2 separate regions of the Sus scrofa genome follow, and region 2 is linked to region 1. The links are chromatin contacts, called in public Hi-C maps. All regions are on one chromosome and are shown on one strand. Each heading gives the region's core, a stretch centred on a gene start, on an enhancer-like site or on the middle of the called end of the contact. The rest is flanking DNA. Distances are from core to core; before and after follow the strand shown. Region 1 holds the start of PLK1 (serine/threonine-protein kinase PLK1). Region 2 holds the start of DCTN5 (dynactin subunit 5).

Evidence for each region. A called contact is a pair of places that touch in the nucleus more often than the background predicts.
Region 2: a Hi-C map of embryonic fibroblasts shows a contact between it and region 1, with 1.5 times the contacts expected there. The contact joins the promoter of DCTN5 here to the promoter of PLK1 in region 1. A contact is called at or near these places in 3 of 5 promoter capture datasets (fetal liver, fetal skeletal muscle and liver) and 4 of 47 Hi-C or Micro-C datasets (blood, embryonic fibroblasts, epiblast stem cells and 1 more).

What each region holds. Positions count from the first base shown.
Region 1 is chr3:22,546,754-22,552,332 of Sscrofa11.1, reverse strand. PLK1 (serine/threonine-protein kinase PLK1) reads left to right here and starts at 1,432. Exons shown (of 8, transcript XR_002342378.1): 1 at 1,432-3,303; 2 at 4,018-4,186; 3 at 5,129-5,273.
Region 2 is chr3:22,582,843-22,588,406 of Sscrofa11.1, reverse strand. It overlaps DCTN5 (dynactin subunit 5), which reads left to right and starts at 1,601. Exons shown (of 6, transcript XM_021086466.1): 1 at 1,601-1,767; 2 at 2,531-2,599. The coding sequence starts at 1,720. It overlaps PALB2 (partner and localizer of BRCA2), which reads right to left and starts at 1,526. Exons shown (of 13, transcript XM_021086469.1): 1 at 1,290-1,526. The coding sequence starts at 1,337.

The DNA of each region.
Region 1 (5,579 bases), core at 183-2,682:
GCTGCCAGCCTACACCACAGCCATGGCAATGCCGGATCCTTAACCCACTGAGCGAGGCCAGGGATTGAACCTGCAATCTCATGGTTCCTAGCCGGATTCACTTCCACTATGCCACACTGGAACTCCCCTAAGATAAACTTTTATGGTTAATGGGATTTACTTTGACTGATTTCAGACTTGTAACAGACATAACTGAGAGCAATACTGCAGGTTGGTCTCACTCTTTCAGGTGGGGGGCCTAATGATTATAATTTTGCTCCAAGGAACACTTGGCCAAGGGCCGAGGGGGGTGGACTGTGCAGAAGAGAGCTACTAAAGCAGGCCTGAGACTGCTCTCCTTAGAAAGACTTGCTCCGTGGTTGGCCCTTGGCTGGCATTTCAGTTCTTGGATTTCAGGAAGGTTCTCACCATTTCCTTAATGATAAAGAGTCGCTCACTGGGCCTACACTGTGCAAACAATGTGGTTTATGCTGTATACCTGCGTTCCCTCCAGGAATCTGGAATTTGGGTGTATGCTAGCAGAGGGCGCCCCCAGAAAAGCCCTAGGAGCTGAGTCTCTAATAAGCTTTCCTGGTAGATGACAGTTCATGCATGTCATCACACTCATTGCTGGAGGAATCAAGTGTGTCCTGTGTGACTCCACTGGGAGAAGACTGTGGGAAGGTGGGGCCTGGTTGCCTCTGGATTTTGTCCCATGCGCTTCTTCCCTTTTGATTTCGCTTCGTAGCCTTTCGCTGCAATAAACCTTAGCCGTCTGTGAGTAGGACTCTATGCTGAGCCCTGGGAATCTCTTAGTGAATCATCAAACTGGGGGTGGTCTTGGGGAGCCCCAACACAGAGCAAAGAGAGACTTCTGGCGTGTTGGTAGTATTCTCTTTCTCAGTCTGGGTGCTGTTTACATGGGGTGTGTTCAGTTTGTGAAAATTCACTGAGCTGTACAGTTAAGATATGTATACTTTTCTGGCAGAGGGAGTCAACTTTATAAAAAGATAAAATGGATATTACACATCACAGGGGTTAAAAAAGAATAACTTAATTAAAAAAACTTATTTAGTAAACATTTTATTTTTTTAAAAGTTTTTTATGATAGTTGATTTACCGTGTTCTGTCAATTTCTGCTGTACAGTGACCCAGTTATACATATGCATATTCTTTTTTTCATATTATTTTCTATCATGTTCTATGACAAGGGATTGTATAGAGTTCCCTGTGCTATACAGCAGGACCTCATTGCTTATCCATTCTAAATGTAATAGTTTATTTAGCAAACTTTTTTTTTTTTTTGCTTTTTTGCTTTTTAGGGCTGCACCTGTGGTACATGGAAGTTCCCAGGCTAGGGGTCAAATGGGAACTGCAGCCACTGGCCTACGCCATAGCCACGTGGGATCTGAGCCAGATGTGCAACCTACACCACAGTTCACAGCAATCTTTAACTCACTGAGAGAGGCCAGAGATCCAATCTGGGTCCTCATGGATGCTAGTCAGGTTCATAACCCACCGAGCCACAATGGAAGCTCCCTATTCAGCAAACATTTTAATCACTCCTTTTTATTAGGCACTATGCTGGGAGCTTGGGACATGGGGTAGGAATGATGTCATCATGCCACTTTGTTTATTGGGAGTCAGGTAAAGAGATACTTGTAATTCGGTTGATTTTTGCTGAGTTCTAGCACAGACATCATAGGATGTCTAACTATTACCAAAGACTACTAACCTGGGTAATCGGCTATTGCAGGGTTTCCGCTCAAACATCTACAGAAGCCAGACAGGCAAATGGGCAAAGGGGTAGCTGGGAACTGTGGCAAACTGGAAAGGTATGTAGGCATAGAGTTGCCACAGCAAGTAGTTTTCCTTAAGAAAAAGCCACAAAACTGATTTTTTTATGTGCGCTCTCTGTATTTTTGAACCTGTAAATGGATCCAAAAATTTAACAGCGGGAGACCAAACAAAACACCTCTGCAGACCAAATTTGGCCTTGGTCTACCAGTTTGCCAGGCATTCCGCCAACCAGCCACACAGTCCCTCTTACCAAACAATTGAAGGTCCACTATTTTAGGCGCTGGGAGACAGCAGTGAGCCAGCCAGCCGACTTTCTTGCAGAATAGCGGGGTGGGGGCTCTGGTTCTGTGCTTCTCAAACTTCCCTAAGTGTAGGACTCACTGGGAGGCCTGCGGTGAGGCCTGAAGCTTTGCCTTTCTAACAAGCTCCCAGGTGGTGATAATGCTGGTGGTTCCTGCACCATACTTTGAGTAGCCTTGAGCTGTAACCCAGAGGCTCGGGAGCAGCTGTTATTTGAAGGAGGGAAGTAGGGGGTTTGTCTTGAAGGTCACATTTGCCTGGCAAGCATCCTCTTTTTACTTAGATTTTAGTTTACTGCAGGGACTTGGAAGAGAGTTGATGACGTCGAAGGCGGGTGTTAAGGCTCTCCCAGCTACCTCTCGGCGCTGCCGGGTCTCCGTTCTCAGTTTATAAGCTCGAAGGCGGGGCAGGGGTGAAGGAAGGTGGTGGGAAAAACTTCCTGGGGGAGGTGCACGTGGACTGCCCGACCTTCCCCAGCCGCCGAGAAAGGGAGAAACCCCGAACTCCCCCTCTCCTGGGACTGGGTCTCAGCATCCCCACGCCGGGTCTGGTTTCCCAGGCATCCCACGTGTCCGCGAGTCCCTGTCAATCAAGCTTCTCCTCCCCGGGCTGGGCACGGGTTTAAAGGAGGCTGCTGCGCAGAGAGCTCCCATAGTGCCGCGCGGCGGGCGGGTTTGGATTTTAAATCCCCGCGGCCAATCAGTAGCGCGTAGGCTTTTGTAACGTTCCCGGCGCCGCGTTTGAATTCGAGGAGGGGCAGAGCGGTGCCAAGCCTCGGCCCAGACCCTGCTAGGTCCGCTGAGCAACTCCGGGGACATGAGTGCGGCGGCAACTACAGGGAAGCTGGCGCGGGCACCGGCTGACCCAGGAAAAGCCGGGGGCCCCGGAGTTGCAGCTCCCGGGGCCCCGGCGGCCGCTCCGCCGGCGAAAGAGATCCCGGAGGTCCTAGTGGACCCGCGCAGCCGGCGGCGCTATCTCCGCGGGCGCTTTCTGGGGAAGGGCGGCTTTGCCAAGTGCTTCGAGATCTCGGACGCGGACACGAAGGAGGTGTTCGCCGGCAAGATCGTGCCGAAGTCGCTGCTGCTCAAGCCGCACCAGAAGGAGAAGATGTCCATGGAGATATCCATTCACCGCAGCCTTGCCCACCAGCACGTCGTCGGCTTCCACGGCTTTTTCGAGGACAACGACTTCGTGTTCGTGGTGCTGGAGCTCTGCCGCCGGAGAGTGAGTGTCGCTGCTGGGAAACTGGAGCTGCCTGCAGGCTGGGGTTGGGGCGTCCGGACCCAGCTGCTGGGGAGGGGACCCCCCGGGACTCGGAGCTGCTGGAGAGGAGGTGCTGGGTGGGAATCTCGAGCTGGAAGTGGAGAAGGTCTCGAGTAGAGAGGGGGCTTGGCACTTGGGGCTGCTAGGGGAGGGGGGTTCGGGTTTAGTGGAGCCCGGGTCGCGTTGCCTCTAGGGAAGGCGGCTCAAGGACGCTAGGAGTTGGGCGGAGTTGGGGAGGCGCGGGTCGCGGGAGAGCCCTGCTAATGGTCTTCCGGAGTTGCTAGGTACGGGGTGCTCTGGACCTTCCGGAGTGGGGTTGGGTCAGGCACAGGGTAGTTGGAGCCAGACTTGGGGGCTTCCGGGGAGGAGAGGGGTCAGAAAAGGGATCTCTTGCTGCGGAAGAGGCCTGGCGAGGGGGTGGCGGGGGGGGGGGGGGGGCATACGGGGTACTCTTGAACTTCCTGAAGGGTTGAGAGAGGAGTCCCAGGTAAGGGAGCTGGTGGGAGAGAGGGCGCTCTGAACCGTTGTGGCCTGGCTTAGGGGAGAGTGGAGAGCATAGCTGTCCTGGAGAAGGACTGCTGGGTAGGGTCCTAGGCAGCTTTCACCTAATGATACTGCTTCCCTGCCTTGGGCCTGAGTACCCACTGCCCGTTCCTCCTTCCTCCCCTCGCCAAGTCTCTCCTGGAGCTGCACAAGCGGAGGAAAGCACTCACCGAGCCCGAGGCCCGCTACTATCTGCGGCAGATCGTCCTCGGCTGCCAGTACCTGCACCGAAACCGTGTTATTCACAGAGACCTCAAGCTGGGCAACCTCTTCCTGAACGAGGATCTGGAGGTGAAAATAGGTGAGGAGCTGGGCCTGCAAGGGCGTTTGACATTGCAGGAAGTGGGAATGAGGAGGAGCTGGGAGAAAGGAAATGGGAAGGCGAGGAAGGAGGGAGGAAGAGAAGGATGGTCTGAGCTGTTGATTGCCTCTAGAATCATCTCATTAGTACAGAAATTTAAAACAAAGAGCCACAAACCAGCATCCCGAATTCGTTTGCACTTTTTTTTTTTGAAATTGATGTAAAAATCTAGATTCAAAGCTCTTTTTAAAAAATTGGGAGCTTCAGCTGTCCAGGGACAGCCTTCCCTCAGGGCAGCTCTTTGCTAGACTGAAAAGCAGCGTGTTCTTTAGACGTCCGGTTTGCCACAGTCCCCACCCCTCCCTATTACTTCATCACAAACTTGCCAAGTAGCAGTCTTCATGTTTATTTGCTTAATCCTGGAAGGCACTTGAGTTTTGCTCTCCCTATCAATTCCCTTTGAAAGGAAGACCTCCTTTCTGAGGGGAGGGGTGAGGTCTCTGGGAGGGTGTCCCCCTGCCCCCCGGCCAGCATGGTGGGAGGATTCCTGGGGAAGCCTTGATGAGAGGCTTGAGGGAACTAACAACCCTGGTACTTTTTGTTTGTTTTTTTAGGGCCACACCCGTGGCACATGGAGGTTCCCAGGCTAGAGGTCTAATCAAAGCTACAGCTGCCAGCCTACACCACAGCCACAGCAAGGCGGGGAGCTAAGCCACATCTGCAACCTACACCACACTTCACGGCGACGCCGGACCCTTAACCCACTGCGTGAGGCCAGGGATCGAACCCACAACGTCACGGTTACTAGTCGGATTTGTTTCCGCTGCCCCACAACGGGAGCTCTGACCTTGGTTCTTGAAGGTTACACCTGAACCAGCCGTCAGCAGTGACAGATGGCAGAGGCTAAAGTCTGAGGTCCCCCTCTTCCTCTCTCTGTCCCAGGGGATTTTGGACTGGCAACCAAAGTCGAGTATGACGGGGAACGGAAGAAGACCCTGTGCGGGACTCCTAATTACATAGCTCCTGAGGTGCTGAGCAAGAAAGGACACAGTTTCGAGGTGGACGTGTGGTCTATTGGGTGCATCATGTAAGTTGGGACTTGTCTTCAGGACCCACCCTCGACATCTCCCCCAGCAGACCTTAATCCTGTAGACCTTTCTGCCTGTGGAAAGGCTGCTCCACAGGACACACTGCCACCAAGGAAGCCTCGTTTCTGTATCTTTTTTTTCTCCCTGATGTTTCCTGATTCCTGTAGCCTGGGCTGCAGGTCCAGGGAATGGAGGAGGGAAGGTCGCCACAAACTCACTTCAGTCACTTGCCATTCAGAGTCTGGCAGACCAGCCAGCAGCAGCATCTAGGAACTTGTTAGAAACACAGAATCTCAGGACCCAGG
Region 2 (5,564 bases), core at 352-2,851, 36 kb before region 1:
GCTATGGAAGAGCAAACTTAAGGAATATCAGAGGGAAAGCAATTTGTCCAATTTATAAACACATCTTAAAAACAGCATGATTCAAACCTCTATGCTATACTGTTTCTACTACTTATCAGCCTCCTTATCGGCACCTGGGAATTACCCTGTTGACTTGTAAATGAACTTTCTCACTCCCACTGGAAGGTAGGCTGGGATAAGACTAATGAGTTACTGTGAAAGAAGAGTTTAGCACAAGGCCTAGAAGAGCCAGCACCAAGGTGTGTTCAAGTTAACAACATGGGCATAAATGCAAGGTGGCATGTATAAGGATAATACAGACCAGCACCGTGTAGAAACAAAAAGTACAAACAACCTAAAAGGCTCCCAGCAGAGTAATGTGTAAAGACAAGATGTCATTTCCATACTTTGTTTTAAAAAAACGTTTTTGTGGTTTCAATGAGAAACAGCTGAATTGTGAACACCACAAACAGCTTCAAGTTTCTGTACCTCTATCCCTGCAGTGGCCAAACAAACAAAACTTGAAGCATCATTTTAAATATAAAAAGTCTTATAAAATTAACTTGCAAAAATGTACCTATCAAGTCTGTAGTTTGGTACTTACTACATGTTAGTCAAAAGTCAAGCTAAAATCAGATTTTTAAAAAAAATATCAAAGTTTTTTGATTTTTCATACAGATTCTGCATTGTCCAAAATATGCACAAACATGCAAAAATTTGCATGCAATATAATTTCTTAAAAAAATCCACACAATACAGTATCCATACTGCAAAATACTATATAGAACTTTAAAAACACTGTAGATAAACATAGACTAATACGGATGTTAAACATGAAAAAGGAAAACGGAAGTTGCAGAACCATCCTCTCCAAAAAATATATATACTACCTTTTGGTCGTTACAGAATACAATCGCACCCCTTCACACTGCCCCCCCCGCCCCCGCGAGACACGCAAAAAGATCTGAAATCCAGACTATTGAGGGATTTACTAAGGGGATGGGCTCGGAGAAGCCAATATCGCGTGTGCAGGGTGGGGCGGGAAGGGTGTCAAAGGGAACTTTAGCTTTATCTTTAGCTTTACAACGTGTATTTTTGCATTTCTGCTGTAACGAAACTTTGTTCTTTAAATGCCACCACAGGAGCACAGCACTCTCCCACACTTTCACAACCCGGGCTCCCTCAGTCCAGGTTAGAGGTCACTGCCGCCCTTGGAAACAAAAACAGGCCTAAAATCCTGGGAAAGGGGGGTCAAAGTTCTGAGACAACCCTTCCCGCAACCCCGGCACCTTTTCCTTCTCCTCACAGCTGAGGGGTTTCCCAGCAGGCTCTTCCATCTGACCGGCGGCCACTGAAAAGAGCAGCAGTCGCTGGCCTCAGCCTGTGGCTGCGCGGAGCCCGGCTGGCCCTGGGCGGGAAGGCGCCCAAGAAAATTATGGGGTTCCGAGGACCCCCTCAACACTTGCGCATCCGGCCCACGCGGGCCGGGCGCGCCAACAACCCCGGCCAATCACATCCGCTGCTAGATCTGCGCATGCGCAATCCGAGACTGCCGAGCAATAGAGCGAGGCCGCCTAGCGGAGAGCCGAGCTATGGATTAGACCACAGGCTGCCCAGAGCGGAAGTGAAGGAGCAGCCGGAAGTAGCCGGAATCCCAGGCTGACTGACCGGCGAACGGTCTTTGACAGGAGCCGGAGCTGCGCGGGGGAGTTGGCGGCCATGGAGTTGGGCGAGCTGCTCTACAACAAGTCTGAGTACATCGAGACGGTGCGCGTGTCCAAACTTCTGCCCTCCCCTCTTCAGGCCTGCGTCACCTGAGGCCTTCGTCTCCATTCTGTCTCTGCCCCACCCCGGGTCCCTTTGGCATTTAGTCCGAAATTACCTAGTGAGAGTTCATTAATGTTCTGGCTTTGTTATTTATTCCTTGCATGGCCAGTTTAGGGTTTTTTTTTTTTAATTTATTCCTGGTTTTCTCACAGGGGTAAAATGCCTTTCAGAAAGTAAGACAAGTCTTCATCCATTCTGATATTAATTAGAGCTCCAGGCTTTGGGCCTTTTAAAAGTTTTTTTAAAAAAACTAATGTGTCATAATTTATTACTACGTGCCAAAGACTTAGGTTCTTTATAGTCAATACATGATGTGTGTAAATTGCTCAAAACAGAGTTAGTACTCAATCAGCATTCGTATTACTATTTTTTCATAGAAATCTCACACCGTTGGGATATTGGTAAAGTCATTATCCTGGCTTTAGGATTATAAATCTGAAATATAGAAATGAGACTTGAATTCATGTCTCTGCTGCGGCTAGGCTTATAGAACTAGCACATCCAAATTCTGGATCTGTTCCTTGGATCCCTAGGTTCCACATCCATCCTTGCTTTTTTGATCTCCTGAGCTCATTCCATTGAATACTACTCTGTTTCCAAGTCTTTTTGTCTTCAATATGAGCTTTCTTGCTGGAAACTTGTAGCCCGGAACCCACTCAGTTCTGCTGTTTGCTCACCTTGGTTTTCTGCTGTTTCCTTTTAGGCATCTGGGAACAAAGTTAGTCGCCAGTCTGTGTTGTGTGGAAGTCAGAACATCGTTCTTAATGGCAAGGTAAGGAATAGATTTCTGCTTGCTTTCCACTAATTAACATATCAGCAGTGTGGATGAAATGTTGCCATGTCTTCCACTTTATTACTGTACATTCTTTTTTTTTTCCCCCACTGTGCCCACAGCATGCAGAATTTTGTGGGCCAGGAATCAAACCCCTGCCACAGCAGCAACCCAAGCGACTGCAGTGACAATGGCAGATCCTTAACCCCTTGAGTCACATAGAAACTCTTATTGCTGTACATGGAAGTTCCCATGCTAGGGGTTGAATCGGAGCTACAGCTGTTGGCCTTCTAGAATTATTTTTTTAAATTCTCCCAATTGTAATTATTGAATGCAAAAAAAAGATCCACTAAGGGAGTTCTCTGGCAGTCTAGTAAGTTAAGGATCTGACATTGTTATTGCTATGCTCGGGTCACTGCTGTGGTGCAGGTTCAGTCCCTGGGCCAGGAACTTCTGCACACCACAGGCACAGCCAAAAAAAAAAAAAAAAAGATAGAATAAAAAGAGGCAATAGAAAGCCTTTTTCCTGTTATTCCAGGAACAAAATACAACACTACCCAGAACTGAACTTATTATACAGTATTGTAGTGTGTAATATACTGCCGGACACAAACCATAAATAGGCAACACAGTCTTTTCGTGTAGAAACTAAAGCGATACTGATATAGTTATCTGTTTAGTAACAGATGGTTCAGGGATTTCCCATTGTGGCTCAGTGGTAGCAAACCTGACAAGTATCTGTGAGGACATGGTTTTGATCTCTGGCCTTGCTCAGTGGGTTAAAGATCTGGTGTTGCTGTGAGTTGTGGTGTAGGTCACAGACCTGGCTCAGATCTGGCATCGATGTGGCTGTGGCATAGACCAAGGCTACAGCTCCAATTCAGCTCTTAGCCTGGGAACTTCCGTATGCCAAGCATGAGGCCCTAGAAAAACAAATAAACAAAAGAATGGTTCAGTATTAACTGAAATGCTTAAAATTAACATAAGAATTGGGAAAGATACTAAAATATGAAATGCATTTGAAAAATGGAATGCTAAAGTTTCAGAATTTTGTAGTCTGAATAAATTGAAATAGCAGAGAGATGAATATAAACCTTGGTTAATATTAGATCATTTCAGAACCAGAGAAAATATCAAGATATATTTGAGCTTGGCAAACACTGAAGTCCATAGATTTTTTTTTTTTCCTGCCATTAGGAACACCCAATTTTCCTTGAAATATTAAATCTCTAACATCAAGCAGTAAAATAATCTCATGATCTTCAAAAGGTCACATTTAGGTGTTCCCATTGTGGCTTGGCAGTAATGAACCCGACTAGTATCCATGAGGACTCGGGTTTGATCTCTGACCCCACTCAGTGGGTTAAAGATCCAGTGTTGCTGTGGCTGTGGTGTAGGCCAGCAGCAGGAGCTCTGATTCAACCCCTAGCATGGGAATTTCCATACGCTGCAGTGCAGCCCTAAAAAGATAAAAAAGGAAAAAAGAAAATTCAGTTAATGAGTCGGACTTATGAGCAAGTTTTTTCTTTAATCCCTCAGGTAATTCCAAAACATTTTCTATTTTATAGGGAAGATTTGTGTGAGTGTATATATTAAAGTATTTATGACAAAATTTGTCATTGTCACATTTTTGAGTACACAATTCTTTGGCATTAATTACATTCACAGTGTGGAGCAATTATCATCACTATATCTATTCCCCAAATTTTTCATCACCCAAACAGAACTCTGGACTCATTAAGAAATATCTCCCCATTCCGTTTTTCTCCCAGACCCTGGTAACCTCAATCTACTTTCTGTCTCTATGAATGTGCCTATTCTAGATATGTCATTTAGGTGGAATCACGTAATACTTGTCCTTCTTTGGGTTTGGCTTATTGTCCTTAGCATAGTACTTTTCAGAGTTCATTCATGTTGAAGCATGTATCAGAGTTTAATTCCTTTTCATGACTGAGTAGTATTCCATCACATATGTACATTTTAATCCATTAATCTGTTGATGGACACTTGGGTTGTTTTCACTTTTTGTTTTTTGTTTTTGCTTTTTATGGCTGAGCTCCACAGCATATGGAGGTTCCCAGGCTAGGGGTTGAATTGGAGCTATAGCTGCCAGCCTACGTCACAACCACAGCAGTACAGGATCTGAGCTGTCTGCAACCTACACCACAGCTCACGGCAATACCAGATGCTTAACCCACTGAGTGAGGCCAGGGATCGAACCCGCAACCTCATGGTTCCCAGTCGGATTTGTTCCTGCTGTGCCAGGGAACGCCTGTTTTCACCTTTTGGCTATTGGGGATAATGTTGCAATGAACATTGGCATACAAGTATCCGTTTGAATAGCTGTTTTCAGTTTTTTTCGGTTATATGCCTAAGGGTTGGATGGCTGGGTCATGTGATGTTTTTCAGCTTTGTGAAGAACTGCCAAACTGCACCATTTTACATTCCCACCGCAATGCCAAAGAGTACCAGTTGCTCCATATCTTCATGTTATTCTGGGGGGAGTTCTGGATGTGGGTATGAAAGGTGTCTTATTGTAGTTTTGGTTTGCTTTTCCGTCTTGTCTAATGATGATGAACATCTTTTAATGTGCTATTGGTCATTTGCATGTCTTTGGAGAAATGTCTATTCAGTCCTTCAACCATTTTAAAATTGTATTGTCTTTTTTATTGTTCTCTGTTTTTTTTTTAGAGCTCCACCAGCGGCATAGGGAAGTTCCCAGGCTAGGGGTCTAATTGGAGCTACAGCTGCCGGCCTACAACACAGCCACAGCAACAACAGATCCAAGCAGCATCTGTGACCTACACCACAGCTTATGGCAATGCTGGGTCCTTAACCCACTGAGCAAGGCCGGGGATCGAATCCACATCCTCATGGATACTAGTTGGATTTGTTTTCCCTGAGCCACAACAGGAACTCTGTCTTTTTATTGTTGAGTTATAGGAGTTCTTTGTATACTCTGGAT